Linked DNA regions of Mus musculus: all the other regions are linked to region 1. The links are chromatin contacts, called in public HiChIP or PLAC-seq and promoter capture Hi-C maps. All regions are on one chromosome and are shown on one strand. Each heading gives the region's core, a stretch centred on a gene start, on an enhancer-like site or on the middle of the called end of the contact. The rest is flanking DNA. Distances are from core to core; before and after follow the strand shown. Region 1 holds the start of Cxcl12 (chemokine (C-X-C motif) ligand 12). Region 2 holds the start of Ret (ret proto-oncogene). Region 3 holds the start of Rpl32 (ribosomal protein L32). Region 4 holds the start of Ankrd26 (ankyrin repeat domain 26).

Region 1 (6,924 bases), core at 797-3,296:
TACCCCGGGATTTTTTTCTCTTAAATATTTCGAACTCTTAGTGCATGCCTAGCTCATCGTAGGAGGACCTACTGAACGTATTTTAGTGAATGCTTGTTGGAGGGTAGGGACAGATGTGGCCCGCATCGGCTTCTGTTCTGGAGCCTCAGTCTGCCAGAGTCTTTGTTGGCCTCTGCTTTGCTCTTAGCCTGCACAGGACACCCCTCCCCCCACCCTCACTCCTTGGCTGTGAGTGGGTCCCTCTCTCCCGATTTCATAGCAAACACCAAGAGATCTGGACACCTACCTGCTTTGGACAAACTTACAGGAGAGGTTTGCCTTGCCTCAGAGATGTACTGAATGGGAGCATCAGACAAGTTTTTGTGCTCAGAGCTTTTGCCTAGGAGCATCTGGTCTTTTTTTTTTTTTTTTTTTTTTTTTTTTTTTTTTTACTGTTTTACTGTTTTACAGGCATCAGGTATCCCAAGCGCTTGATCTCGGATTACTGGAGCATGGGAGATAAGACCACCAGAGGGCGCCGGAGCCTAGCCTCTGCCGATCCTGCAGTACAACAGGGCCAGCAAGTTCAGAGTTTAGCATACTGAACGCTCAGGATAGCGCAAAAGCCGGTAGAAATGGATGGCTGCCTTCTCTGAAATGCTACTTTTTAAACACAGGGACCAGGTCGGCGCGGTTCCAGATTTGAAGCTGAGTCCCTAAAGTGTGTCTGACAAATGAATGGATGCAAAGTGCTTAGCGGAATTGTTTAAGATACTCTCATGGCTGGAACATTTTCCTCTTGACCTTCTCCACCCTTCTTTAGTCCCTAGGTGGAGCCCCAGGCCCAAAGGTCCTGGCCACTGCTTCACAAATATGATTCCCAGATTGCCCTGAGACAGAGGCAAGTCTCTGTTGTGCACTCCCTTGGGTGAACATGATAACAGAATCCAAATCGCTAATTGGCTATGTGGGAAAAGTGGTCGAAGCATGGCCAACACTGCCTGTGGCAGTGGAAGGTCCAAAGGACGCTGCCCAAAGCCTCTAGCCCTCCAAGATTCAGTCTGCCCCCTCCCCCGTGTCTCCCCACACCCGGGTTGGGGTTGTTTTGGTTGACCAGAGTGGAACACAACGATCTATTGGCAGGGCTGAACACCAATGGGTCTATTTGTAAAGCGCCAATGACCACTTTCTGAAGCAGGGTTTTAGGGAGCGGGGCCTTAGGGAACTCTTTGGTCCTTTTTAGAACACTGGACTTTCTTCTGGAAAGGCAGGAAACACTGAAGTTTAAGAAGTTGTTTCCAGCTTCCATTAACTGAACACACATTAAAACCAAGCACAGAGAATCAGGACGTTTCGCGGGAGTGAGACCCAGTCATTTCTCCTCCGTTTCCATTCTGCAGGGTGAGAGTTGTAATCACCCACCCACTATTCGTACCATCCACCCACCCCCAGTCGAGAGAATAGGGGTACAGAGGGGAGGTGGCAAAGAAAATTCACGATACTGAGTATCTCTGGGAGACCTGTTTGGTCTCTTTGCTCGGTAGCGCAGCCCTACGTTAGAATGCATCTTCCCGGGAATGACTGTAGTGAGACTTTGGCTGGGAATCCAAGTTATTCTAACTGTAGATTGGTCCACGTTGCCCTAAGCCTAGCAGTCCACTGCGGCACAGACACCCTGGACATGAGGTGGGTCAGCTTAAGTTCCTGGCACGAAAGAAAGGGTACTCTGGCAACTTTTGGATGCGGCGAAACAGACTGTTTCGTCTCTCAGGTTCTTATTTCACGGCTTGTGCCTTTGACAGCCCCTTAGTTTCTCTATCTGCAGGATGGGAGCATTAAGCTCTACGACCCAGCCTCTTTACAATTCAGGTCCAAAGAGCCCGCCCAAGTTGGGGACTGGGAAGATCAAAGGTCTCAGCACCCAGCGGAGCCGCGGACACTGAGGGCGCCAAGAAGGGGGTGGGTAGGTAGGGAACTGGAAGGGCGGCTGCTCCGCAGGGGATGCGCGTCAGAGACCCCAGCCACACTCCAGGCCCGCCCCTTGATGAGCCCCGCCCCGCCCCGCCTGGTTTTCGCCTCTAAAGCGCCCAGCGCTCGCCTCCCGCTGCCGCACTTTCACTCTCGGTCCACCTCGGTGTCCTCTTGCTGTCCAGCTCTGCAGCCTCCGGCGCGCCCTCCCGCCCACGCCATGGACGCCAAGGTCGTCGCCGTGCTGGCCCTGGTGCTGGCCGCGCTCTGCATCAGTGACGGTGAGTGCAATCCGCGGCCGGGCCCGGGAAAGGCTCGCAGCTCTGCGCCGGAGCTCCTTCGGGTCCGCGGTTCCTCTGCCCGCGCCGAAGTCGCGGAGAAAGAACTCGGTCGGCGCCGTTCACTACAAGCGAACTTGGGGCAGTCCACTTTGCAGGGCGCACTCCCACCGGGTGCCCTTTCCCGTGTCCCACGGGTCGCACCGAGGTTTTGTGCTCTGCGAAGTGCGGCCATAGGACCTAGAGAGGGCTGCAGGGGAGGACCCGCAGGATTGTTGGGCAAGAGTGGGTTCGGCGCGGAATGGAAGCGTGGGCGATTGTGTCCGGGGCTTGGGCCCCGGAGCGCGCCAGCTGCACTCAGCTAGTGTCTACCGGCGCCCAGATGTTTCCAGAGGCGAAGGGCAGCGCGGTCCCGGAGTTGACCGTGCAAGAGGTTCACTCGGGTGGTGCGTGTGTCAGCAAACTCTCAAAGACCGGTCAAGTAGCTCGAAGTGCATGGCTTGGCTATAGGTTCAGTGGTGAGGCTGAGTTTCGTCCCCTGCGGGTGTAGCGTGTTCTCTTACAGCACCCTCGAGGGGCTCAGGGCCACCAGCAGCGCAGCGCAGCTCTTGAACTCGCGCTGCCAGCCAGGGCCGCGCTTCTGCACAGTTCGTTGGTCCGTAGCGACGCGGACCTGAGCACGCGTCTCTTCACTGCCCCTTTTTCTTCTTACCCGGGTCACTAGACAAAGGCTCAGCAGTTACCCAAGCTATATGCACACCTCTCCCCAACCCCCAAACACACCTGCAAACGGGCGCTTTTGTAGCCAGCCCCGGAGTCCTCAGCTCTGGAATGAGAGCTGCAGCGGAGTTCAGTCTCCCAGACCCAGGGTGGTGTCTTCTTTCACTGGGAAAGGGCTTTCATTTTGTTTTCTTTTTTTGACACTGAAGAGAAAACTCTCAGCGCTGTTACAAGACACCGTTGCTGCAAAACAAAACAAACCATTGCCTCTGAACACAAAACAAAATCCTACTAGTCGATCCCCTGCCTTCCTCCGCAGTGGTGTTTCCTGGAGAGAACTGAGGGACAGTCGGGGCTCTTGGTGAGACTGAGCTCTAAATGCTGCCCAAGTACACCAACTCGTTCGTTTGGGTTCTTTCCCTGTGACAACGGGGTACGGGAATGGTTGGAGTTGCCTAGTCCGAGGGAAATGTTCTGTAAAAGAATAGTCAGTTGCTGATCGGAGTAGTAAAAAAAAAGAAATGAAAGGCAGTTTCGATTTTTTTTTTTTTTTTTTTTTTTTTTTTTGTTACCGAGAACACCCGGGAGGCTGAGCCTTCCCACTGGTCCCCCAGTGCCCCGTCATGGAGCACATTGATTTGGGCATTAATAATTGAATGAGCTGGTGATGTTGCAAGGGTCACAGCCTCTGGCAAGTTAGGTATGGGGCAAGAATGTAGGACTCAGGTCCTCAAGGTTGGAGTGCAATTATCCAGAGTAAAAGTTGTCTCACCCTCAACATATTCTGACCCTAGGAAGAGTCGGATTGTTGACAGTGTCTGGATCAGACCTGTTCTCTAGGCAGGACCCCATTGTGCTGCCCGAATGAACTTTTTTACCTCCTAGTGCCTGTGTGCCCTCTGATCTTACACAGCCCTCAAGTTGCAGCACGGCTAACCTTGCTGTGGTTCCTGTCTTTTCCCATCAGCTACTCCAACTCAGAAGCTAGATAGTAGACACCGGAGGCTTCTTTGGTTAAACCCAGAGCAGCAGGCTTGCCAGGCTTGTTAGATTGAATGGACCCCTGGTTCCCTAAGCCAAGCTCTCTAGATTCCCAAGTCCAGGGTGGCAGCAGAGCTGGATTAGACTTTGGTCTGTACCTGAAGTCTGGTTTTCCTATGCTTTAGAGTCTAAAGACACTACCCTTCCTGGGGCATGCATCCCTTAGCTAAATAATGCTTGCAGAAGAAGATAATCCCATCATATATTTAATTCGGTCCACTTCTCCAGCTGCTTCCCAAAGGCAGTGAACTTCAGAATACCCAGAAGTCTCCTGGAACTCTAAATAAGCAAACTTAAAATCCTGGGGCTAACTATTCTCAGTCATACTTTTAAACTTTGGTGAAAAGACCCATAAATTGAAACATTTGGGGATGCTCAGTAGAGCTAGGATAAAACCCTGTTGTTGGGGGAGCAGCTACAAATCCAGCAGTCCTCAGGGTTTGCAATTCTAGACTTAAAGGGTGGTTCTTAAGGGGGGGTTCTAAAGGAGCCCCTTGCTAATTTACACTAATGAGTGTCAATTATAGCATTTTGCAAATTGGTGAATTGGCAAACAAAGCTGGTAATAGGATCCAGGAGGCCTAGGCATCCAGGTAGTGACCATAAAAGCCACGGTTGACCCCAGCTTTTGGGAAAAGCTGGATAGAAGGTAAATCCGGGTCCTCCCCTCTGGATTCTTTTGTGATTTCCAGGGCTTAGGATAGGGTGAGTGGGAGGAGGGAAAACTGCAGGTGGTAGAAGTGAAGCCCCCCACCTCCAGGCCTGCACCAGAGGGCCACAAGGGAGCCCAGAACTCTGCCACCCCACTTCTCCTGGGTCCTTTTGTCCTTTAGAGGCTGAGCCCAGTCAGATCTCACTGTGATCCCTGGCCGAGGGGATGGTCTTTGCAAGAAACTTTCTGTAACCATTCCTGCTGATGTTCCTGAGTCTTCCCCACAAGAGCCACCAAACCCCCTGCACCAGGCAGATAATGACTGGCCCCACTTTTCTCTCTACACCTCCTCTAGGTAAACCAGTCAGCCTGAGCTACCGATGCCCCTGCCGGTTCTTCGAGAGCCACATCGCCAGAGCCAACGTCAAGCATCTGAAAATCCTCAACACTCCAAACTGTGCCCTTCAGATTGTGTAAGTCCTAGCCGCCATCCCCCAAAGAGGAGCATGGTATAGAAGCCTCGGACTTGGCATAACTAGGGGCAGCTGTTACCACCACCACCACGGGGACACTGATATGCCATCAGACATGGGTTTCAAAGGATACTTTTGTTCCCCAGAGCCCTGATGTCCTCAGTGTTTCTCACTCTTGCTTTCCAAGCTGTTTCTTGCAGCACAGTGGGCCGCCTCTCTACAGAAAAAGCCATGGACTTGATGGAGGTCAGCCCTCAGCTGACAGTTGGGTCTGTCTTGTCAGTTTCAAGGTTCTGGTGTCCAAAGTTAATCCTTTCTCACATAGAAAAAAAAATTACAAGACCCGGATGGCACGGGGGGGGGGGGGGTTCAGTTTTACTCACTTGCACTCACTTGCTCAGAGGTCATTTTTGTTTTAGAGTTTTAGAGTTTGCTGGAGTGTGATGGTAGCTGCCAGTATTTGATTTAAATTTACCTGGGAAATAAGAAAAGCCCAAAAAAGGTATAAATGATGTGAATATCTCACTCAGAGTCTGGTAGACTTGGCAGAGATGTGTCCTGTGCTAGTCTGTCCTGCTCACTGCCCCCCAGCAGGGGTTCCCATCCTCGGGAGACTCAACACTAACAACAGTATAAGGATGCAGCAGCTGGAGCAATGCTAGCCTGACGGCTTTGTCACCCAACGGTGACTGCTTCAGACTTTCTGTGCTCATCAGCCTTCCTCTCCAGCCTCCGCTGCTGTGTTATGTACAGTAGGCTTTAGAGACCTAGATGATGAATATTATTTTTGCTGTTTTGATTAAAATACAATACTCTCCCGAGAAAGGGATTTTAAAGATGATGAGTTTACGTTTGAATAGGCTGTGCTGGTGCACTGTCCCGGGAAGGGCCCTTGAACTTAGAGGGTCAAATACAACTATTGATTCTGGGTGATCACTAAGTTAATAAATGGCAGGATCCAGACTGACACCCCTGATCCCTGTTGAAGTTACATCCCTCTGAACGACTGGTCAACTGCAGGGCAGCCTGCTTGAAGAGGGTTACCTGTCCCTAGGACACTGAACAGGCATTTGTTTTTCCTAGAAGACAGTTCACCAGCTGGAGAGGAGTCGTCTCCCGTAGTTTCTGTTTGGTTGCTTTTGGTTTTTGTTTGGTTTTGGTTTTTTAATTATCTGGCATCCAGGACTTGATGGAAAATAACCAGAGCTAAGCTCACCGGTTCATCTGCCCATTAGGAAGTTCTAGGGATGGGAGAAAGAACACGGCGTCAATTAACAAATCCACAAAGCTAAGACCTTGAAGCATTCTGTGAACTTGTAAACGCGCTCAGGCAACCATTGGACAATTTGTCTAGACTGCTCCTTGCCCACCTGAACTGCCCTGTTCCTCCCCTTCTGGACTCCTGCCGTCTTCCTCCAGAGCTACCTTTAAGGTTGTCCCATGTACTATCAAGGTGCTCTGTCAAAAGTTCTTAGGCTGCTTCTGGCACTCTCCAGAATTTTCCAAGACCTCCCCCCCACCATGATATCAGTCATCCGCGCCTTCTGGGTGGTTCTTCCTCCACACCCTTTGGGCACTTTGACTCCTGTGGGATATTCGTCCTTCCTTTTCCTTTAGCTTTCCTCACTTGCCAAGCTCCAACTTGGCCAGAAGCTCAAATGCCTCCACTGTGGTCTCTTCTCTGTGTCCCCTGGGAGACATCCTTAGCACGTCCCTAACTCTGCGGTGGTGGTCCCAACACGATTCAAGTGCTATGTCTTCCAAAACTGAAGCTTCCGGGAGCAGCAGCTGGGCCCTGCAGTGAGGACCTTTA
Region 2 (6,685 bases), core at 632-3,131, 1.0 Mb after region 1:
AACAGACACTCCAATCTGCCCCCCCCCCCAGAACGATAAGGTCTTTATCTTTTCCCCTCTCCATACTTCTCTGCGGTACTTGGAAGGCCTGCAAATGCAGTCCTGGGCTGGTCTGTGAACCCAGTACACGACTCTGAGCTAGAGGCAAGATGAACAGTCTTGCCTATTTCCAAAGGTTGCAAACCTTTTGTAAGTAATGGGAGTGGGTGGCCTGGGCTCAATTCTGTTATCAGAGGGAAACTTGGTACAAATATTTTCCAGAGGGAACCAAGTTAGGGTAGATTGAAGGACAGTAAAATGTGCAGCCAACCGGGTCAATATCCTGTATCCTTGTGGTTCATTTGGTCAGGGTATAGGAGCGAGGGCAGTGACCAGCCTTTGAAAGGCCACACCTAATGAGGGGCGCCTATGTGTGCTGTCCATGATGCTGGCAGCCCATCACCACACTCCCGAGTGGCAGGGCCCAAAGCTCTGGGTAACTAAATGTCAGCCCTGGACCCTATTATGCCTCCAAAAGACACATTTTCATGTGCTCCAGCGGAATAGCATGTGACACAGGACTCCCAACTGTGGGGCAGAGCTCAGAGCTCTCGGCGAAGACACGCGGGGACGGGGGGGGGGCGGGGGGGGAGAGACCACAGGCTTTTAGGTTTTTAAAGATCAGGGCGGCAAAAACACACACAGGAAAAATAACCTTTACTAAAGATTGCCTCAGCGCCCTTCAGCCAGACGAATGGAGCTACAGCAAGTGCAGAATTGAAACGCGAAAAGAAAATCTGGGCGCTGCAGTCTCCAAGCGCTGGCTCAAGTCGTGGGCTTCCCAGGGCTGCCTACCCTGTCCGCTCGCAGCTGCTCCCCAAAGGCGACAAGATCTGTCCGCTTCGCTCGGGCACACGGCCGGCCGCGGCTGGAAAAGCGACCAGCTTGGGATGTTCAGCTGCGGCTTTGGCGGAGCAGTCTACTCTGCCCGGCTCGCAACTCGCACGGACCCAAGGCGAGCCGAGCCCCGCCCAGCCGGTGGCCCAAGCGCAGCAGCTAGCCGCAGCGACCCGGTTCCCAGACCCGGAGGCCCGCCAGCCGCGCAGCCGGCCGGTGACAGCCAATGTAAGCGCGCTTCTGCGCGCGTCAGCTTCCCGGCTCGGCGCGCAGCGCTAACTTCACCCCGGCCCCTACCGTCCCAGCCGCCCGTAGGACTCACCTTCTCCTAGCAGCGGCAGGAGCAAAATCAGCTTCAGCCCCAGCCCTGCGGCGCCGGACGTCGCTTTCGCCATCGCCCGTGCGCGCGAGGGCCGCGGTTGAGGAGCAGGCGGGTCTCGGCGGCGGTGGGGTGCGGCGCTCAGCCGGGCCTCCCCATGCCAGCCCGGGCGCAGCGGGCACTGCGGGCGCGTTGCGTCCGGGCGCGACTCCCAGCTGCGGACTCGGAGCCGCTCTCTGCTGTTGCTTGCACGGCTCCGGTTGCGGTACTGATGAGAGACCTGCGCTGCCTGCGCCCGGGGAGCGGACTGGGGCAGGGCAGGGCGCAGAGGGAGTGGCAGCGAGAGGGGCGGGACCAGGGGTGCGGGTGTGTGTGGAGGGGCGGGGCTCCAGGTACTGTGTGGGGCAAGGTGGGGCGGCACCCGACTGCTAGGGGAACCTCTATTTCCTCTCTAGATGAGCGCGGGTCGGAGCTGGGTGCGTGTGGGTTGTGGTGCGGGTGCTGGTCTACTAAAGGTAACCTGGATCCATGATCATTTGCCGGCATAGCCACTTTCTCACCCCGTGCGTCTCGCTTGCTGTTTCTGTTAGTCCTTTCCCGCCGCCCAGAAAGAGCAACACAGAAGATTCGGCGTCTGGGCCGACTGGTCACCTATACTCGCAGAGACCCAGAGTCTAGAATGATGTCCCTCCAGTCTCTGGACGCGAAGAGCATCCTCCGCCATTTATCAAGGGGGCGGGAGTGAGAAGCGCGTTTGGAGCCTGCAGCTTCTTCTGGGGTTAGAGGCGGGAAGAGGGGAGGAGCCCTGATCAAGAGAAAGAGGGACAGAGAGCCTGCTTCCAGTGTACAACATATCATGTGGTGAAGACGGTTGGGGGTCCTGTTGGGCTTGTTTGTGATTCCCAGGACCGGTACAACCAATAGGACCAAGACACTGGCTAATTGCACACCTTTCAAAGAGACCTGCTACCGTTGTCGTCTGGTGCAGTGCTGGGAATTGTATGCGCTTATCCCACCAAATAGAAGAGCTCTTAGGATGTGAACTGACTGATAGGGCAGCGGCTACAGGGGTGTTGGGAAGGATGAAAAGAGAAGTTTGCCAGAAGAATCGAACTCTCCCTTCCCCAAATTATGACTAAATATATTTACCCTTGATATGGGAGCCTCTAGGCAGGAAATAGAAGGTCGGATGCAGGCTCTAGATGCCTGTGAGGAAAACCCATCTCTCCCTACTCCCAGCTGCTTTTTGAAGCATGGCTTGCAACTAGTAATGGAAGGAAAGAAAAACAGACGCCTGTAGGACCTTGGAGTGAACAAACAGGTCCTGGAACCTGAGTCTGGGGAGGGGCTCAGCTGCTCCTCTCCTTCAGTATGCAGAGCCCCACCCTCCTGCCCGACTGAGCTCAGGGTTGAATAAGCAATCTCTGTACATCACTCTGCAGATATGAAGTCAAAGTGAAGTCACCCTCACAGGCAGGAGCAGAAGCTGCCAAGACATAGGCTGACTTGGGACCAGGCCAGCTGAGATCTTATTCAGAGCCTGCCTGCTGATCCGTGGGTATCCAGACCACCAGCCTTCTAACCTAGAAGAGGCACCTTGAGATCACTGGCCTTGGGTTTATGGGGATGGAATTAGTCACAAGGTGCTAATACACTGGATCCCTGGAGTTATCACTTGGGCCTGTGTCCAAGGAAGGGACCTGAACAGGAAGGTTCTCTCTCTCTCTCTCTCTCTCTCTCTCTCTCTTCCTTCCTTCCTTCCGTTCTCTCTTTCTCTCTCTCCCTCTCTTTCTTCCTTCCTCCCTTCCTCTCGCTCTCTCTCTTTCTCTCTTTCTCTCTTTCTCTCTTTCTTTTTTTCCCCCCTACAAACAGGTTCCTGTGGCTGTTTTCCAATAGAATGCAAAGAGAAAAGAGGTCTGGTCCACTCTTCCAACCAGCCTCACTCTCATACCTTCTTCACCGACACTGGGATGAACTCTGCCCATTTTAAGGACCCAGGCAAGAGTACACTCTTGTCTCTTCCTCAGGCCTTCACAGCCTTGAGTGTCCAGATAGCATGGTCGGGACATTTCCCTCTCCTCTGAAGATCTTGAGTGGACTTTTACTCGAGCCCCTAGACATGCATATGCATGCATGCATGCAACCATGTTCAGATACATGGACCCTACATACTTGAGTGCATAGCAAACCCTTCCCTGTGTACGCCCCGGGAGCTGAACAGAGACAGCAGCAGTGGATCTGAGGGAAGCCATGGACCAGCTGCCATTGAAGACCACATGGAAGGTCCAAACTTTGCTTGACCTGGCCCAAGATATTAACTCAGTTTTCAGAATCTGAGCACGGTAGGAGGGAGCTTCCTCTAGGGGAGGGGAAATGGCTGTCTCCCTGTACCTAGGGCAGGTTTGAGGCCAGGCTCAAAGGTCTCTTAGCCTGTGAGTCACCTAGGAAGCCCCACTCTTTGCTCCTGTCTTTTTTTTTTCTTCTCTGGGGAAGGTGAGAGTCTGCATGAGGTTCTATTTTTCTTTTCCTTTTCTTTGTCTTTGTATTTTTTGACGCTTCCTAATCTATTTGCTCTGAACCTCAGTTTCCCCTGTTGTAAACATCTTCCTCCCAGAGAGAGGACTTAATCTGTAGTAAAGGGAATACATACGCAGATGGAACTCAGTGCCAGCACCAAGCACATGCTCAGTAAAGTCATAACCACTGTCTTGCCTCGGTTCCCCAGAACTTGACCTTGACCTTCCCCCATTCAAGGTCACAAGTGCTCTAGGACCTGGAGTCGGGCCTAGTCTGATAGGAGCTAAGTTCCACCCACAGAGATACTTTGTCTTCCTTCCTTCCTTTCTCTCTCTCTTTCTTTCCCTCTTTCTTCCTTCCTTTTTTTCTTAAAAAAAAATTGATACTAGAGATTGAACCCAGATCTTCAAGCATGCTAGGCAGATTCCTACCACCAAGCCACTACCTGTACGTAATCTAAAAAGCAGAATCCCCCCAAGAGGCTGTGGTGCAGGCTGCTGCCTCCGAGTGATGTCACTTGTGTTTGGATCTTGGCACCTATGCAGCTCTACCTCTCCCAGCCCTTTGTGTCGTCAGCGCACAGAAGCTGACTGATGACCGTGGGGAGTTGACAGGTAGGCGGCTCACATGCTGTTTTTGTAGAAAGTGGGAGGTTGCGCATGGCTCCTGAGTACGTGAAGCCTACCTGGAGCCCCTTGAGTCTTGCTCCAGTAAAAGAGGGTGCTCGAGGAATATGGTGGTCTAGGTACAGGGATGTTCAGAGGTATCAAGAAAGTTCAGTGCAGGGACGGGAACATGGCCCTTGGGGCCTTCAAAGAGGTGTCATAAGTCCAGAGTACAACTCAGACTGGGAAGCACTGGAAAGGAAGGTCCCTCAGAGTGGACATGGGCACTTCCCCTGTAGGCAGTGTGACACAGTAGGTGGAAGCACAGATTCTGTGACCCTGTTGGGGGTACTACTCAGCACTCTCTCCCCATTGCACTCCACTATGGGTGGGCTATTGCTTCTCCATAGTTTGCCTCCCTGTCTGCTGTTGGCTGTCCTCCAGAGTGCTGCAGGAAGAAAAGCATGCCCAACAGCTACCTCTGAGGAGACCACAGGGGAGGCAAGTAGGTGTACCTCCTCATTAAGCATGCTAAATCATTAACATAGTCACAGGCTAGCTGACTTGGGCTGGCAGAGTGTAGCCAAAGGATGTACTACGTATGGCCTCTGGGGATCCTGCCTGGCTGTCTGCCTCGGCACCCATTGGAGACATTTGTAGATGGGACTTCAGTCTGTCTGTGAGAAGACATTCTTCTTGCACCTTCTAGGAGCCTGATTAGATTAGACCCAAGGCCTAAGCCCTACCTCATGAAGGCAAGCAGCAGAAGAGACCTATGTATCTGAGGCCTTAACATGACTGACTTCATCTCCATATGCTCCTTCTGCAGGGGTTGGGGGTTTTCTCCTTTCCCTCCCCTCTCCTCCTTCCCTCTGCCTCCTCCCTTCCCCTAGAGGAATCCCATCCTGGTCTTTTCACTCAGTCTAAACCAACCCAGGTTGACTAAGTCGTTCAATAGCTTCCAGAGGGTCCTCCCTTGCCTTGGTCCATCAAGACAACTGCCTAGCAGTGCTGTTTTGAGCTTAAGTGCTCCTATATGGATAGGTTCAGTGGAGGATGGGTGCTTTTCTTTATCTGTTAGGCTCTTCTCTGTCTCAAGTCTGGGGTCTCCTGGGAAGCAGTTCCTTCTCCCCATGTTGCCTGTGAGAGAGCCCTTAGTCGGGGCCCACTACAGTCCCTGTGACTATTCCCTTCGGCTATAGAAACATAAAGCCAAAGATCGCAGAAGCTGTTGCTGAGGTGGCTTATGAAGCCTGGTGGCCCCTCCTCCCATGTGCCTCCTTCTCTCTGTTCCGGGTTTCCCACCCGCCCAGCTAGGAGCCCACTGGGTCAAACGCAAACCTGGCCTACCATGGCTAACGACAGTCCTCCACCCTCTTGGATTAGTCATAGGTTCCAGGCCTTCTGACCCGCAGGTGTTCTAGAAGGAAAGAAACCCCAGAACCCCAGAGCCCACACCTTGCCACTTCAGACTTTGAGTTTCAAGAGTGGATTTGTGACTGCACCTACCTGAGCTACCGGGCATCTGCTCGTTCTGTGCCTCGGTGGAGGGCATAGCTGGCCGCTATGGAGGCCTCGGGCTTGACCGCATCTCAATGCATCATCTGGAGCTATGGAGAAAGCTTTCTGGCTCTCAAGCAAGCCAAGGAGAGGGCGGCGAGCTTGGTTGGCAAGTCCAGCAGAAACGGCCTGAATGCCTTTTAGAAAAACGTCTCCCAAGGCAGTTTCATAATCTGCCTTGTAATGCAGATTTAGACAAGTTTTTTAAGAATGCACTTTTTAAAATAGGTCTTAATGGATCCTTTGCAGTAGTTACCGTCCATTGTGTAAATGCAAACAGAAGGCTTTTTGAAAACATGTATTATTGATCAGAAAGGCAGAAGCAATTAGAAGCCAGTGTGTCATATTGTTCAATATACACTTCCTATACAGCAATGCTGAACTCACTCATAACTTTCTGACAAATCGTCCTGTCACCAGGAAGCATTTTCCTTTCCCTTGCCTTCGGGAAGCACAGGAAGGCCTATTTTCAGTCAGTTATTAGCTGGAGGTAAATGAAAAATTAAGCTTACCTTTATCATCACAAAACCTATCTCCAGCTCCTCAAGTTTCAGGCTAAAATAGCTAAGCCTTCAGGAACGATGGATGATGCTTCTAGATTTGGTCTATAGTGCTGTGGCAGTGTGTGTGTGTGTGTGTGTGTGTGTGTGTGTGTGTGTATGAGGCTGGGTAGTATTATTCTGTAGGAGGGCAGAGACAGGGGGCTTTATGCTAGGGGACCCAGAAGTGCTTGTGGCAGGAGGAAGAGGCCATTTGACGGGATCCAGTGGTCCTTATGTCCTGCCCAGATTGCTAACATCCTCAGTAT
Region 3 (7,589 bases), core at 2,745-5,244, 1.4 Mb before region 1:
GGCAAAACACCAAAGTTTAAAATAGCTCAGTTGTAGAGCACTCTCCAACACTACAGCAAGATGATAAAACCTCATTTCTACAATGAGAACAAAAGCTTAGTAATAAAAAGGCTGGGATGTCTTTCTCTCCAGTCATTTAAGTGTCACCCGTGACAGTCAACCCTTCTGAACTCCATTACTGTTTCAAAAGAACAGCGAGCCAGAGATTGGCCTAGATACAGATGGCACTGCCCTTGTAGTGTCCCACGTGGCAGAAGTATTTATCAGTCTCATGAAGTTCTAATATCCTCCAAAGACAGGATTGTCAATCCTGACTGATTGAGGCCAAGCAGGCCAGTTCCATGAAACTAAAGGCTTCATCAAAAAAGTGCCTTAAGCCGGGCAGTGGTGGCGCACGCCTTTAATCCCAACACTTGGGAGGCAGAGACAGGCAGATTTCTGAGTTCGAGGCCAGCCTGGTCTACAAAGTGAGTTCCAGGACAGGCAAGACTATACAGAGAAACCCTGTCTCGAAAAACAAAAAAAAAAAAAAAAAAAAAAAGTGCCTTAAGCTAGAGCCCATGCTAGAGTTGGGACAGGGTTGAGAGCAGAGGTTTGTCTGGTCCCCAGACTCAAGTGTACCTACACTGTAGAGGGTCAAGGCCTTTCCCCTCTTCCACCTGCAGCCAACCAAGACTAGCATGGGATTCTGAACCCTGCTGTCTCCCCCAGAACAAGCAGCAAAGAACAATCTCCAGTTACCAAAAACATAGAAAATACGACGGCAGGTTTTGTGATTTTATTTAAACATAAAACATGCACACAAGCCATCTACTCATTTTCTTCGCTGCGTAGCCTGGCGTTGGGATTGGTGACTCTGATGGCCAGCTGTGCTGCTCTTTCTACAATGGCTTTTCGGTTCTTAGAGGACACATTGTGAGCAATCTCAGCACAGTAAGATCTGAAAGAGAAGCAAACCAGGAAAGGTCACCAGGGAAATGGCTTAATTCTTCCTCACACTGAGTAACCCAGAATTCTTCCACTGGAGCCAAAGGCTTCCAGTGCAACCACTGTAAGGTACACAGTTCAAGCAGCGTGAACAACAAACACTGCCCGTGTTCCCTCAAAGTGTTGACAATCTGTCCTAATGAACACATTCCCAGCATGGAGATGACCGTGAAGCCATAGACCGGGAGCTGAGGAAAAACCCCTAGAGAAGCAGGATGGCAGAGCTATGGAAAGCATACAAATGGCAAATACCTAATACAGACAGACACCACCTGACAGATTTGGGGACAGAGTGCATCACGTTCTAACCTGAAGCACCCATCCCGGGCCACATGCATTTATAGCTGTCTAGCACACTCACCATTCACAAGTCACATGCTGCCATATCCCACCCCAGGACTCTTTACCACTCAGGAACCAATGGTTTTTCTGTAACTACCCTCCAACTTGCCCTGCTCCCCAGCTATACAGAGGAAAATGCCCAGAGACAGAACTCAGTGAGCGGTGCACCTGCAGGGTCTGACAAGGCCAAGCAGCTCTCCTGGGGCAGATGTACCCATTAGAAATGCAGCCCCCATAACACTGCACCATCAACACTGCCTCATGGACTGCTGCTGTACAACACACATTCTCTCTCCTGCATCCATCCTTCCAAATGAACTTGTAGCACTTCAAGGCCTGGTTAAATGCACAACATAATCTCCCCATAGGACTCCTCCATCTGCATGACAACCACCTCAGAAAACAAATCCTTATAACCCCGAACACATACACTCTCTGCAGTCCTAGTTTACTTGGGAAAAATAAACTATTCCCATCACACCCTCATATCCAATGTCAAGAGTATTTCCTGAGAGGCCTTGGTTTTGCATCTCAGAGGTCACCAAGGGTTGTAACTTGCTCAAAGTACCCAGAATACCCCACAACCTTCTCTCTACAGCTGTGCCTGGAGACTTTTTCTCTACCTCAGCCCCAAAAGACCTGAGCTGCTCTGCAAATCCACCCGTCAGAGCAGAGCCAAGCACAGCTTAGGTCCCAGGTTAGACACAGGCCCCTGCAGTCTCATGACACTATAGCAGTGTTCCACACAGGACCATAAAGGACACTGAACACCCACTGTAAAAAGACCTTCTTCTCCAGTCTCAGGCTTCAACCAAGGGAACACGTCCTCTTTCCTCATAAGCATGCCCACTGCAGTGGCCTCAGTCTCACAGGAGGCAGGCACACTCCCAGCCAGGGGCCCAACTCACTTGTTGCACATCAGCAGCACCTCCAGCTCCTTGACATTGTGGACCAGGAACTTGCGGAAGCCGCTGGGCAGCATGTGCTTGGTTTTCTTGTTGCTCCCATAACCGATGTTGGGCATCAGGATCTGGCCCTTGAACCTTCTCCGCACCCTGTTGTCAATGCCTCTGGGTTTCCGCCAGTTTCGCTGAAGACACACAGGCAAGTTAGTCTCTGTGCAAACTGGCAGCTCTTGTATGTGTGTGCAGGAAGGGGACAGAATTCAAGGGGGTCATGTCATAAAACACACACCAAAGGCCGAGGTGTAGCTCAGTTAGCAGTGTCTGCCTGGCATGCACAGGGCCCTGGGCTCCATCCCTAGCACTTGCACTGGAATTTCAACATCATCTTCCATTGCAATTAAGTAGGGAGGAGGGATCAGTTAACTGCTGAACTGCTGGGTGTGCATGCCCATCCAGCCAACAGGTGATCTGCAGGCCCAGAGAGAGGTCTTAGCAGTTGAGAGCACTGGCTGCTCTTCCAGAGGTTCAATTCCATGCATGCATGTGCCTGGTGTGCAGACAAAACCCCAAAGATCTTTAAAATACAGGGTCAGGGTGCAGAGATGACTTAAAAGTGCCTGCTGTCAGACAAACTAAATCTGACCTGGACCCACAAGACAGGAAGGAGAGAATCAACTCCTTAAAGTGATTCTCCCTGCCCTTCAAACGCATAAATATAAAACAAAGTGTCATCTTTAAAATGAACTTTTTAAAATGCAGAGACAAGCGATAACGAGAAATGTGTGCTCAGGTCTTAACCCCCACCCCAGAACCACATACCTTAATTTTCACATATCGGTCTGACTGGTGCCTGATGAACTTCTTGGTCCTCTTTTTGACGATCTTGGGCTTCACCAGAGGCCGGAGGGCAGCCATGATGCCTTTTGACAAAAGTCAGACCCAAGTTAGTAAAGAAACTGGGAGGTGGGGCTGCGTCTCAGGCCTTCAGTGAGTAATGTTGCAGAGTGTCTTCCAATCACCAGCTACCGAGCAAACTGGGAATGGAATGGGTACCTCTGCTAGGCTTGCTCTCCCTCTTGCTTCCGAAGCTGGAAGAATACTAGCTACTCTCCAGACGCGATCCCAAGAGGTCAGTGGTTCATCTCACCCACTCCGAACCTCAAAGAACCGCAACCGATCTTACAGAACCCCAGCCAGGTCTCTCTGGTGGCGAAGGAGCGGCAAATCCCGCTCCACTAAGCTTCGTTATGTTTGAAGTGTTGCGCCCTTAAATACGCAAAGCCACCATGCACTCCTAACACGCCACCAGTCCGTCTGTCCCTCCCGGTCGTCTCAGAGCACCAACCAAAGGGTGCCTTCTCTGCTCCCCGCGCAGACAACCTGCTCCGCCGGGCTTGCGCTTCAGAAAGCATTTCTGCTCACTGGCGAGCGGCGGCAGCTCCCTGACTTAAGATTTCGGATTCGCCGCAGAAAAAGGCTGCTAACAAGCTAAGCAGAAAGCGGCGGGTGCCGTCCGAAACTCTCGGGCCGCATGGCAGCAAGCCCGCCCTGGCCGATGCCGGCCCCCGGGCAGACTCCGGAGCAGCGCCAGTGGCCAGGCCCGCGCGCGCTCGCCACTACCACGCTGGTGCGGAGGCCGCCGCCGAGGCCTCCCCACCCGGAGACGGGGTCCCGTCGAAGCCGCGGGCGGCGGATGGCCGCCGATACAGACTCACCGTAAAACAGATGGCAGCCACCTCGTAGGCAGCGCCGAGGAAGAAGGAAGAGGCGGCGGCGGCGCGCAAGGTATGATGGGACGGAGTCTTAGGTCCTGGCAGAGAAAAGGGAAGCACTTCCGGCTCTGGGTCCTCTAAAGAAAACTAAGATGTGCCTGAGAAATGATACTGAAAAAAACCCTAGTGGACTAGTGTTCTGTAGTAGACATTAACATCTTAGAGTGAACTAAAATTTATTTTTCTCTTGGGACTACTTAAGAAATTTGGGTTTTTTGTTTTTTTTTGAGCTAAGACCTGCTAGGTGGGCATTTATTTCCGCCCTAAGTGGAAGCCCAATAGCTTTTTAAATTGTTGGTTCCCGAGGGTGCCTCCTTGAGGCTGGGAGGTAGCAAAACAGAGACTCTTCGAAGATCCTTAGGCGGTTGGTTGAGCAAATGTCCTAAAACTTCCTAATATACAGATGTGCAAACCCCTGCTTATGAAGTGCTACTGAGCCTCCTCGCGACTTCTGTATGTTTAAATCTTCTCTACTTATGGTATGTACCTAATGTATTAATAAGTGATGGGTTAGCCGGGCGGTGGTGGCTCATGCCTTTAATCCCCGCACTTGGGAGGCAGAGGCAGGCGGGTTTCTGAGTTCGAGGCCAGCCTGAGCTACAGAGAGGGTTCCAGGACAGCCAGAGCTACACAGAGAAACCCTGTTTCGGAAAAAAAAAAGTGATAGGTTGATAATATTGCTAAGAAAATAGTCTATTGGCTGGGTGTGGTGGTGCACATTTTTTAATAACAGCACTTGGGAAGCAGAGGTAGGTCGAGTTTAGTCTATTTTGCTTATCTTTTGTTTTACAGATCATTGTGAAAACTCTATAATCTTAGGAGGAAATAAAACCAAACCTGAGCTGGGGAGGTGGCTTGGTGGAGCACTGTTGCTCTTTCAGAGGACTGGCATTTAGTTCCCAGGAACCAAGCGTTGCTTCACAACCTTGTTAACACCAGCCCTAGGGGATCAGATGCCCTTTTCTGTAGGCGCTACATGCATGTGGTACATACTCATACATGCAGGCAAAACACTCAATCACATAGAATAAATCTCATTTTTTAAAGATTTATGTATATGAGCACACTGTAGCTGTCTTCAGACACACCAGAAGAGGGCATCAGATCCCATTACAGATGGTTGTGAGTCACCATGTGGTTAGGAATTGAACCCAGGACCTCTGGAAGAGCAATCAGTGTTCTTAACTGCTGAGCCATCTCTCCAGGCCCCACCCCAGTCCCACCCTTTGTTTTGTTTTGTTTTGTTTTAAGACAGGGTTTCTCTGTGTAAGCCTGACTGTGGTCGAATTCACTCTGTAGACCAGGCTGGCTGGAGATCTTCCTGTCTCTGCCTCCCAAGTGCTGAGATGTAAGGTGTCACCACTGCCCAGCAGACTAAATTAAAAAATTTTCAAACTTTGTACAAACTCAGACAGAAGAGATGCCACTGGTGATCTTGACAGTGGCTCCAGGAGGTGGGGACAAATGCTGAATTGGGTATGCTGCCCCAACCCTTGTGCTTGCTGTAAAGGGGAGTAGAGACCCAGGTAAGTAGAGTGTCTTGTCTGGAGTGGCTGGGTCACAAACAGCAGGGCAGGACTGTTGCTCTCCTGTGTCTGTGTCTTGCCCTCCCTTCCCAAATGCTGCTTGGCCTACAGGCTATGTAAAGGCCAATGGAACATGGAAGTGTGTGGCTAATGGCACCTTACAGAGTACATTACATAAAGAGAAAGGTGAGTGAGTGAATTATACAGAAGGCCCATGAACTAGAGAGTATGGCTCTGATTTCTGAAGATTCACAGGGGTTGGGGGCCTCAGTCCTCCCCAGCTGAGGACATGCTACTTCATTTAACAGAGGACTCTCTTGCTGTCTGTTGTGTCCCTGTAGGCATTAATATCCCAGGATGAGAGGTGGGAGGTGTCCTGGGGAATCTGTCTCTTACATACTCACACTTCAAGTTTTCCAGCCCGTAAGCAGGAAATCACACGAGCAAGGCTAGTTTAGTGAAGGTTAGTTCAGCTCTAACCTAGTTTATTTCAAAACGGCAGAGGTCATGACAGATAGGAAAGCAGCATGTGTGTGTGGACACATCCACACCCCACTGTGGCATCAGGGGACACATCCCCGGACCTTCCCTGGGAATGTTTTGTTTTTTTTTTTCCGTATAGCTCGTTGATATCTCATGACTGCAGCTGGGGGCTTCTGGCTGCACTGTCTTCTGGTCCAGCATCCTGCAATCCACTCTAGTTGATGGAGTACACCTTGTTTGCATCATAATAGGCATGGGTCATATAAGAAAAGTCTTTCATGGGCCAGTAGTTCTTAGAGTGGTAAATGGCAGGGTAAGCAGGGGGCTTGTGTTCCACACAGCTGAAGATCGCCAGGCTCTGGTCCTTGGCCACAGTAGGCAGGTAGAGCCTCAGCTTGTCCAGAAGGTGACCGGGCCAGAAGTGATTGGGATGGGTGTCTGAGGGGCTTAACCTCTGCAACTTCAGCTTCCTGGAAAAGGAAAAGGCATAGGGAAGGTTGCTGTGGCAGAGGGACCAGGCCCAGGGCTCCTTCTCAGCAGAGAACATAAGCCGTGACCACTCTGTCCAGTGTGAAAAGCACTCAACTCCTCCAGTCTCCTCACTAGTGAGGACCTGGAGAGCCAGAAATCGAGATCATACAGTGAATGAGTGGCTAAGTGCCTAGGCACTGCTTCTTAAACCCAAACTTAAGACGTGTGCCATCCTAGCTCTGGAGTCCTGGCTCTCCACCTTCCTAACGCTGCAACCCTTTGACTCTTTAAGACAGTTGATGTTGTGGTGACTCCCCAACCATAAAATTATTTTTGTTCCCAATTCATAACTGTAATTTTGCTACTGTTAGGAATTGTATGTAAATATCTATTTTCCAATGATCTTAGGCGACCCCTGTGAAAAGGATGTTCAACTCTCAAAGGGGTCACGCCTCACAATTTGAGAACCACTGTTCTAGAGGACTCGTTCCGTCCCTCCCCCACCCCCACTTGGCCTGGTCCTTTTGGTGCTGGGGATAGAATCCAGAGCCTCACGTGCTCTAGGCTAATACCCAGCTGCTAAGCTACAGCCCAGCCCCACGGAGGCATTTGGATTTTGGGTCTGGTATCTAGTTCCTGGGGCCAGCCTCACTTAGCTATGCTTCAGAATGTGGGACTGTGTGTCAGGGTCGTCTCCTATAAGCCATATGTCTAGAGTAGCTCAGGCTTGTTGGTGACAATATAGTTGAGTTCGCTCCTGGGAGGCTCCAGAGCAGCCATGCCAGGCGCTCTCTGAACACTCTTCTGTTGCCCCTTAGGCCCTGGGCAGGAGCCCCATGACAATGCTGGGATTTTGTTCAATATGCATAGGTCCCAGAGCTGCCTCTGAGTAGAGGAGAGGCCGGCCCTCCCGTCCTCATCCCCTGCCCTCCCAGCAGACACGCAGTACCACTACAAACCCAGTTAATTCCTCGAAATCGTCAAAGTGCATTTTCTTCATTTTCTTTGATGTCTTCCTACCAGGGAGTAGAGAGAGGTATCGTTAGGAAAGAGAAACTCCAGGAACCGGGCAGTGGTGGCACATGCCTCTAATCTCAGCACTT
Region 4 (6,773 bases), core at 4,070-6,569, 1.4 Mb after region 1:
ACCTGGATACCCTACTGTTTTTCATTTGTTTGTTTGTTTTTTGTTACGCTGGCATCATTTTAATTGAGACTCAGGTGTTTTTGTCATTTAATCTTAGACAAAATATAAATCACCAACACAAATGTAACACTTAAAAACCAGTGGGCTAGGCAAAGGCGCTGAGACAAATACTAATGCCCGGGGGAATCTATTCGATGAAATCAAAATAAAACAAATCTCACAGATCTCAAAAAAAGAAGCATCCCAAAACATGAGGCATCAACGATACAATTCGAGAAGACCTGCCCCATGACAGATAACAGTCAAGATGTCAAAACACCAACTGACCTCAGGGGCAAACACAGCAGATCTCTCATCAGGAGAGCCATCTGCATATAGAGAACAATATTATCTCAAGCCCCTAAAGTAAGTAACTGCCAACTCTTGTGCTATCTCCAGCAAAGCTATCATTTATAGCTACCTGAGACCTAAGAACACTTCACAACACACACACACACACACACACACACACTAAGGCAATTCACAACAAGCAAGCCACCACTGTAAAATACAAGAGCCTGCCAAGATGGTTCAGTGGGTAAAAAAAAAAAAAAAAAAAAAAAAACCAAGTACTTGCAGATGACTTGATCCCACAGTGAGACGAGGAAACGGACTCCCAGATTTCATAAAAGGAGCAAAGGAAAGCTATCATGTCCAAAACAATAGAACAACAAACTCATAAAATTAACGGGACGATAAATAAAAGAACAAACAGTAATCTGACCAGAGAGAACCAGAATTAGGATGGGCGTGAAGGTCAGATTCTGATAGGATAACAGTGAGTGATGTCAACACCCTACTCGCATCTTTAGATAGCTCATTCAAATCAGAATTCAAAGAAGAAACCTCAGAGTCAAACTATGCCACAGACCAAATGCGCTTAAGCGATCTTCACGCAACAGTTCTTACAACAGGTATGGAATACACGCCTGTCTCAGCAGCCTCTCCGAGCTTCTCTAAAACACACCACATCCTAGACCACAAATCAAGTCTAACATATGCAAAAAGGACCAAAATCACTTCTTGTATTACTATAGTGAAAGAAAACTAGAAATCAAAAGCAAAGAAGCCACATAAATATCAGGAGATGGAAGAAATCAGGGAGCAAATGTAAAAGGTCCTGGAATGAAAGGAAAATGAAAGGTGACCTCTGGGTCGCAGAGGAGGATCCAGGAGGAACGTTTATAGCTGTTTTAACACTGAAAAGTCAGAGAGCTCTTAGATAAATAGCCTAGCAATGGACCTCACAGTCTTAGGAAAAACAAACAAACAAAAAAAACCTAACACAACAGCAGTAGAAGGCAAGAGGGTCCCTGGAAGAGGAGTTAGGGATGATTGTGAGCCACCAGGCAGGTGCTGGGAACAGAACTCGGGTCTTTTGTAAGTCAGCAAGTGCTCTTAACCTCTGAGCTATTTCTCTAGCCCTTAAAACATCTAACTTTTCTAAAAGGGTAAAAAGGACATTTTTTAAAATGCAATTGGTTTGGGAGGCAGGGGGAGAGATGGGTCAGCAGGTGAAGGTTCTCACTGCTAAGCCCTTCAACCCGAGTTCAACCCTGACACCCGGGCGGGCAACTCCCTAAAGCTGTCCTCTGCTCTCTGCACGTCCACTGTGGCGCACAGGCACCTCCTACCCCTACAAATAAATAAATGACCGCAGTAAGAAGAAAATAAGACACTGGCTTGATCAGCGAGATCCTGACTGGTGTATGGATTACCTTTATCACAGCCACAGTACCTTAAAGGGGCAATTCTATTCAATCTTACATTCTAACCAATGGATTCAAACATTACTTAGATCCCGAGACCTCATGATCTGAGCATTTCTGAACACATTCCTATAAAATACACAGCAGTGTTTTCTCAGTCCAGTCAGGGTGACAAGAATGACCTTCACGATGTGTCTCTGTGTCTTTGGTGATTTTGGAAAGAAAGATGCCGTTATACCTTGTTTTTGGCTTCTATGTTTGCATTGTGTGCGAGCAGTTTGGCTGCCATGGACGTGTTCTCACTGTAGACCGCGTAGTGGAGGGCGGTGTTGCCGCTGCTGTCCATCACATTTGGATCGGCCCCGTGGTCCAGCAGTATGGCTGCACATTCTTCCTCCTGGCACTGCACGGCCTGGTGTTAGTGCATCAAGGAGAAAATCATCAGCTTAGGGATTCAAAATACACACATTGTCGGCTTTACTTATTACTATATTTAAATCAAATCGAGGTCTTTTATGCCCCAAGTGTTTAAATGAGACGCAATTCAGCCAGAAGTGCTGGCTGCTGGTACCTTAATGAGGGCCGTGCTGCTCTCGCTGTCACGGGCATCTATCTCACATTTTCTCTCTACTAAGAGAGTCACCACTTCTGGGTGGCCGTAAGCACAGGCAAGATGTAGAGCAGTCCTGTGAAAACCAGAGCACATCTTAGGAAAACTACATAGTATCATCTAAAAATACATTTCATGAAATGTAGAACGCTATGTTATATCTTCTTTCAAAACAAGTATTTTTCTGCAGACAACAGTACATTCTTGAAAATACAACCGTGTGTGTGTGTGTGTGTGTGTGTGTGTGTGTGTGTGTGTGTGTTTTGCAGCAGAGACTTTTGCTAAGCAAACAATTACTGAGTTACATTCCTAGCCCAGAGCAGCCAATTTGCAAAGAAGTGTATATATCCTTTGGATGTGGCTTGGACTTGGGTATAAACATGGCTTTAAGGTCTGCTGCTTACTAGTCATCACTTAGCCTTTCTCTGGACAAAGGCATTGGCCACAAAAGCCCAACAACCTCAATACACTCCCTAAATCCTATGTTAAAAGGAGAACTGACTCCTGAAAGTTATCTGGCTTCCACAAGCACAGCATGGCATACACACATCTTCACTAACACACACACACACACAGACACACTCTCATCTATCTATCTATCTATCTATCTATCTATCTATCTATCTATCTACCTACCTATCTATCATCTATCTCTCTTAAGAATATTAAAAAGAAAGAAAATAGAGCGACAGCCCTGGCCACAAGGCGAGCCTGCAGTTCTTGTGTATGTGTGCATGGGTGAGGGGCAGGTATGACAGGGGACAGATAAAGAGATGAGAACTGGGGATGGAAAGGACTAACAGTATACCAGCAAACCCCAGGCTATGAATACAAAAGAATAAACCATATTTGAACCAATGGGGTGGGTGGGGGAGATCCCCTGAATAACACTACTGTTTGTCTGAGTGAAACACATCTCACTAAAGCCACACAAACTAAAGGATGGAAGCAGACGTACTTCCCCTCCCACCCACGATACAAAGCAACATAAAAATCAGTGCATCTACTGGGAAGCCCTAAGCAACACCAGCTTCAGCAGGAACACTGCTCTCATCTATCTATCTATCTATCTATCTATCTATCTATCTATCTATCTATAACACACATATATACTAATATATATACATATGTGTGTATATATATTATATATATACATACATACTGTGAACACTTTGCAAGTATACAGTCCCTTTATCCTCAGATTTTGTTCAATGGGTCTTGAGAATGCTTCATTTTAAAAAGCTCAATGTTAGAAAGTATCCTGAGGATACACTACAAACCTGCATTCAATCACCAATACACGGATACATACACGGGTGTGTACACACACACTCACACACACTCACACACACAGTGGTTCTGCAGTCGTTCCTCATCTCTTTGTTTTGTTTTGGTACTTTTCTCACTGTGTTTTCTTTTAGTGTTTAACTTATATTCTATCAGGGATTTATTTTAGTGACATAGAAATGTTGCTAGTTTTCTCCAAACAAGTCAACAACCATTTCATTCCTAAGTGTTTGTTCCCTACTAACTGGGGTGTCACCAGAATCAACTTCTAAATTCTTTTTTGGTTTTTTTGTTTGTTTGTTTGGTTGGTTGGTTTTTTCGTTTTGTTTTGTTTTTTGAGACAGGATTTCTCTGTGTAGCCTTGGTTGTCACGGAGCTCACTCTGTAGACCAGGCTGGCCCCGAACTCAGAAATCCACCTGCCTCTGCCTCCCAAGTGCTGGGATTAAAGGCATGAGCCACCACTGCCCAGCAATATCTAAATTCTTACATATACTTGATTGGATATGTTCTGGGTTTTCTATTCCACCCTGCTCACTGCTGTGTCTCTTTGGCTGCTAGTAAACGACTGACTTGTGAAAACTAGTAGTTTTATCCTTTAGAAAGTTTTTTTTTTCTCGTCTCATCACAAAATCAAAAGCAACATAAGAAACTCAAAATTGTTAAAACGCTGACGGTCGGGTTTGGCTTACGTTAAATTGATCAGGATATTCAGAGTTCGAGTTCTGGGAATTACCAATCTTTGACTCGAGAATATGGAACTATTTTCCCACTTCAAAATGCAGTAAAAACAAACCAACCAACCAAAACCATTCACACAGGTGTACGGCAGTGATAAGATGGATCCTGTATGTTAGTGGAAGAATTTTTAACCTTGAACAGAAACATTTCTCCTATTATGTATTTCTACAACATAAAACTTTCTTATATGTATGCAGAAAGTTAAAATGTTAGTTAACTCGCTTTACATTGCCAGTGAAGGGAACTGTCAGTGGATCAGAAACCAGCTGAAGTGTTTTTTGTTGCTGTCCTTGCTGTTCATACAGGTCAGGGCTTAGACCCCACTAAGACTTAGGCATTCAAAGCCAGGTGGGAAGAGTCAAGCTTCCTTAATGAAAGATAGACTCTCTGTCTTCCAGCCCCAAAGCCAGACAAGGTAGGTGCACGCTCCCCCACCAGCTTCGTCCCGCCCCGCTAACTGGCGGGCCATTTATTACCTGTCCTTCTTGTCTCTATCGTTCACGCCACTTTTTCCAAGGATAAGGATATGCTGCACTTTGGCTACATCTCCCACGCTTGCAGCCTTGTGGATCTTGCCCATATCCTTGTCGTGAATATGGTACCTGGGCACGTGGGAGCCACTAGCACTCTCGCGTCCAAAGCCCACGCAGTTGCTGCGCGGGCGGGCAGAGGGGCCTAAGGGCGATGGGCCCTTACTCCTGAAGCCAAAAATCTTCTTCATGGCAGAGGGTACGCCCCTCACAGGCACCTTCTTCCCCGCGCAACGTTGGCTGACAACACAACGCAGCTAGGGCACTTATTGAAAAGCCGGCCTAGACGCACGGGATCCCACCGGGAAAGACGCTGCATGGCCCGGCAGGTTTTTAAAGCACAATAATCGCCAAGCCGAGCTGCAAACTAGCAACCCGCGCCTTCTTGCTGCCGCGCATGCTCACACAGGCCCAGCAGCGACCAGTGCCCAGCACGCGTGCGCACGGCCAGGCTCCGCCTTCTTTGCTGTTCAGGAGGTCAGGGCGCTGCAACCTAGCGGGTTCTCTAACCCGGGGTTTAAGGCGGAGGTGGGCAGTGTGTTGTTTCCAGAGGCCCGGGTTAGCCTCGGTTTGGGCGTGATCGCTGCAAGGCTTCAACAGGAATGGGGGTCGCTCAGCAGCGTGGAACCCAGACCCAGTACTCCAGGACTGCGGGCATTGAGGGCGCCTGGCAGATGGGCGCAGAACCTTCTGGAGTCCGGCCTCCCTGCTTAGCTTTGGCCTTGTGTTTCAGTGGCAGTTAAACCTGTTGGGGAGCAAACCTATTGGACTCTAGGTAGGCGATAATCAAAAAGTAAACTACAAACAGCATGGATGGAATCGTGGCGTGGAAGAGTAAGGGAAGAGATTTTGTTAAGCTAAGTAGTTTGGGAATTAGTGCAATAAATGATCGTGTTTCACAGCCTAAAGAGTCAGTATATGAGTTAGACAAGCTGATGGGAGGTAAGAAGAAAAGGTTGTCTGCATTTGGGATCTGAATGAAACGATATGATGTGTGTAAATTTTTGGTTTTGGACCTGGAAAAAGTAATACTTAGTAAGCAGTTTTCCAGTGTAAGTGTTCACCTTGACGTTTTAAATTGTTAATAAATTTTGTCAATCTAAAGCCACAACTCACCTCAAAGGGAATAAAATACCGTTCGTGCCTAATAGGACCTCCAGTGGCCGCAGGAACTACCTCAAATTCAGGCTACCTCAAATCCTGTTTCATGTTCCAATTTTAATAGAAACGACAACAAATCAACCCACTTTTCAGATACGTCGGTGGGTACGTCAGGTAAGTGGGTTTTGTGTTAACACCCCTCAGATGGCAGTTGATGAATTTCTTACCCCCTTTGGCTGATGGAAGCTAGGAGTCCCAGTGGACATTCCAAAGGCTTTACCTCCTGGACATAAAGAAGCTAGGTCCCACGCACAGGAGAACACGATGGCTCAATGTGATTTGCTTCTGGACTTGCAACGTTCAAAACTTGCTACGGCAGTAGTTCAGATCAGTCAGTTCCTATGGTACAGCTTCTTTTTTTTTTTAATTTTTAATTTTTTATTAGATATTTTCTTTACATTTCGAATGTTATCAGCTTTCCTATCCTACCCCCTCCCCCTGCTCCCCAACCCACAGGAATCCCACTTCTGCAGTGTGGATCTGTAATACATGCTGTACTCAATGGAATGATTCCACAGGTTTTTGATTTGACTATATCTTTTGTAATAAAAATTGAAATAAATTCTATTGCTAATTTTATCTTTGTGTGTGTGTGCGCGCATGTGTGTGCATGTGTGCCTCTGTGTGTGTGTGTGTAAAACAGAATCTCACTCTAGCCTATGCTACCCTTGAACCTTAATGATTCTCCTGCCTCCGC

What was found. Promoter capture Hi-C pulls out the DNA fragments that hold promoters and counts their contacts. HiChIP or PLAC-seq counts read pairs in DNA pulled down with a chosen protein or histone mark. Capture Hi-C pulls out chosen DNA fragments and counts their contacts.
Region 2: a promoter capture Hi-C map of adipose tissue shows a contact between it and region 1, with 4 times the contacts expected there. The contact joins the promoter of Ret here to the promoter of Cxcl12 in region 1. A contact is called at or near these places in 1 of 39 promoter capture datasets (hippocampal neurons), 1 of 115 datasets of contacts at active chromatin or transcription factors (embryonic stem cells) and 1 of 9 other capture datasets (adipose tissue).
Region 3: a contact with region 1 is called in a promoter capture Hi-C map of liver, with 4 times the contacts expected there. The contact joins the promoter of Rpl32 here to the promoter of Cxcl12 in region 1. A contact is called at or near these places in 2 of 39 promoter capture datasets (liver and pre-B cells).
Region 4: a contact with region 1 is called in an H3K27ac HiChIP or PLAC-seq map of microglia, with 5 times the contacts expected there. The contact joins the promoter of Ankrd26 here to the promoter of Cxcl12 in region 1. A contact is called at or near these places in 1 of 39 promoter capture datasets (liver) and 1 of 115 datasets of contacts at active chromatin or transcription factors (microglia).

The regions. Positions count from the first base shown.
Region 1 is chr6:117,166,489-117,173,412 of GRCm38.p6, forward strand. Cxcl12 (chemokine (C-X-C motif) ligand 12) reads left to right here and starts at 2,047. Exons shown (of 3, transcript NM_021704.3): 1 at 2,047-2,228; 2 at 4,994-5,111. The coding sequence starts at 2,168.
Region 2 is chr6:118,195,863-118,202,547 of GRCm38.p6, forward strand. Ret (ret proto-oncogene) reads right to left here and starts at 1,882. Exons shown (of 19, transcript NM_001080780.1): 1 at 1,199-1,882. The coding sequence starts at 1,271.
Region 3 is chr6:115,804,749-115,812,337 of GRCm38.p6, forward strand. Rpl32 (ribosomal protein L32) reads right to left here and starts at 3,995. Exons shown (of 4, transcript NM_172086.2): 1 at 3,950-3,995; 2 at 3,054-3,154; 3 at 2,238-2,419; 4 at 766-940. The coding sequence starts at 3,149. The coding sequence ends at 811. It overlaps Snora7a (small nucleolar RNA, H/ACA box 7A), which reads right to left and starts at 3,355; the gene lies at 3,227-3,355. It overlaps Cand2 (cullin-associated and neddylation-dissociated 2 (putative)), which reads left to right. Exons shown (of 15, transcript NM_025958.2): 15 at 1-807. Efcab12 (EF-hand calcium binding domain 12) reads right to left here. Exons shown (of 9, transcript NM_001110506.1): 8 at 7,446-7,502; 9 at 5,981-6,485. The coding sequence ends at 6,230.
Region 4 is chr6:118,556,952-118,563,724 of GRCm38.p6, forward strand. It overlaps Ankrd26 (ankyrin repeat domain 26), which reads right to left and starts at 5,320. Exons shown (of 34, transcript NM_001081112.2): 1 at 4,862-5,320; 2 at 2,320-2,434; 3 at 1,987-2,160. The coding sequence starts at 5,106.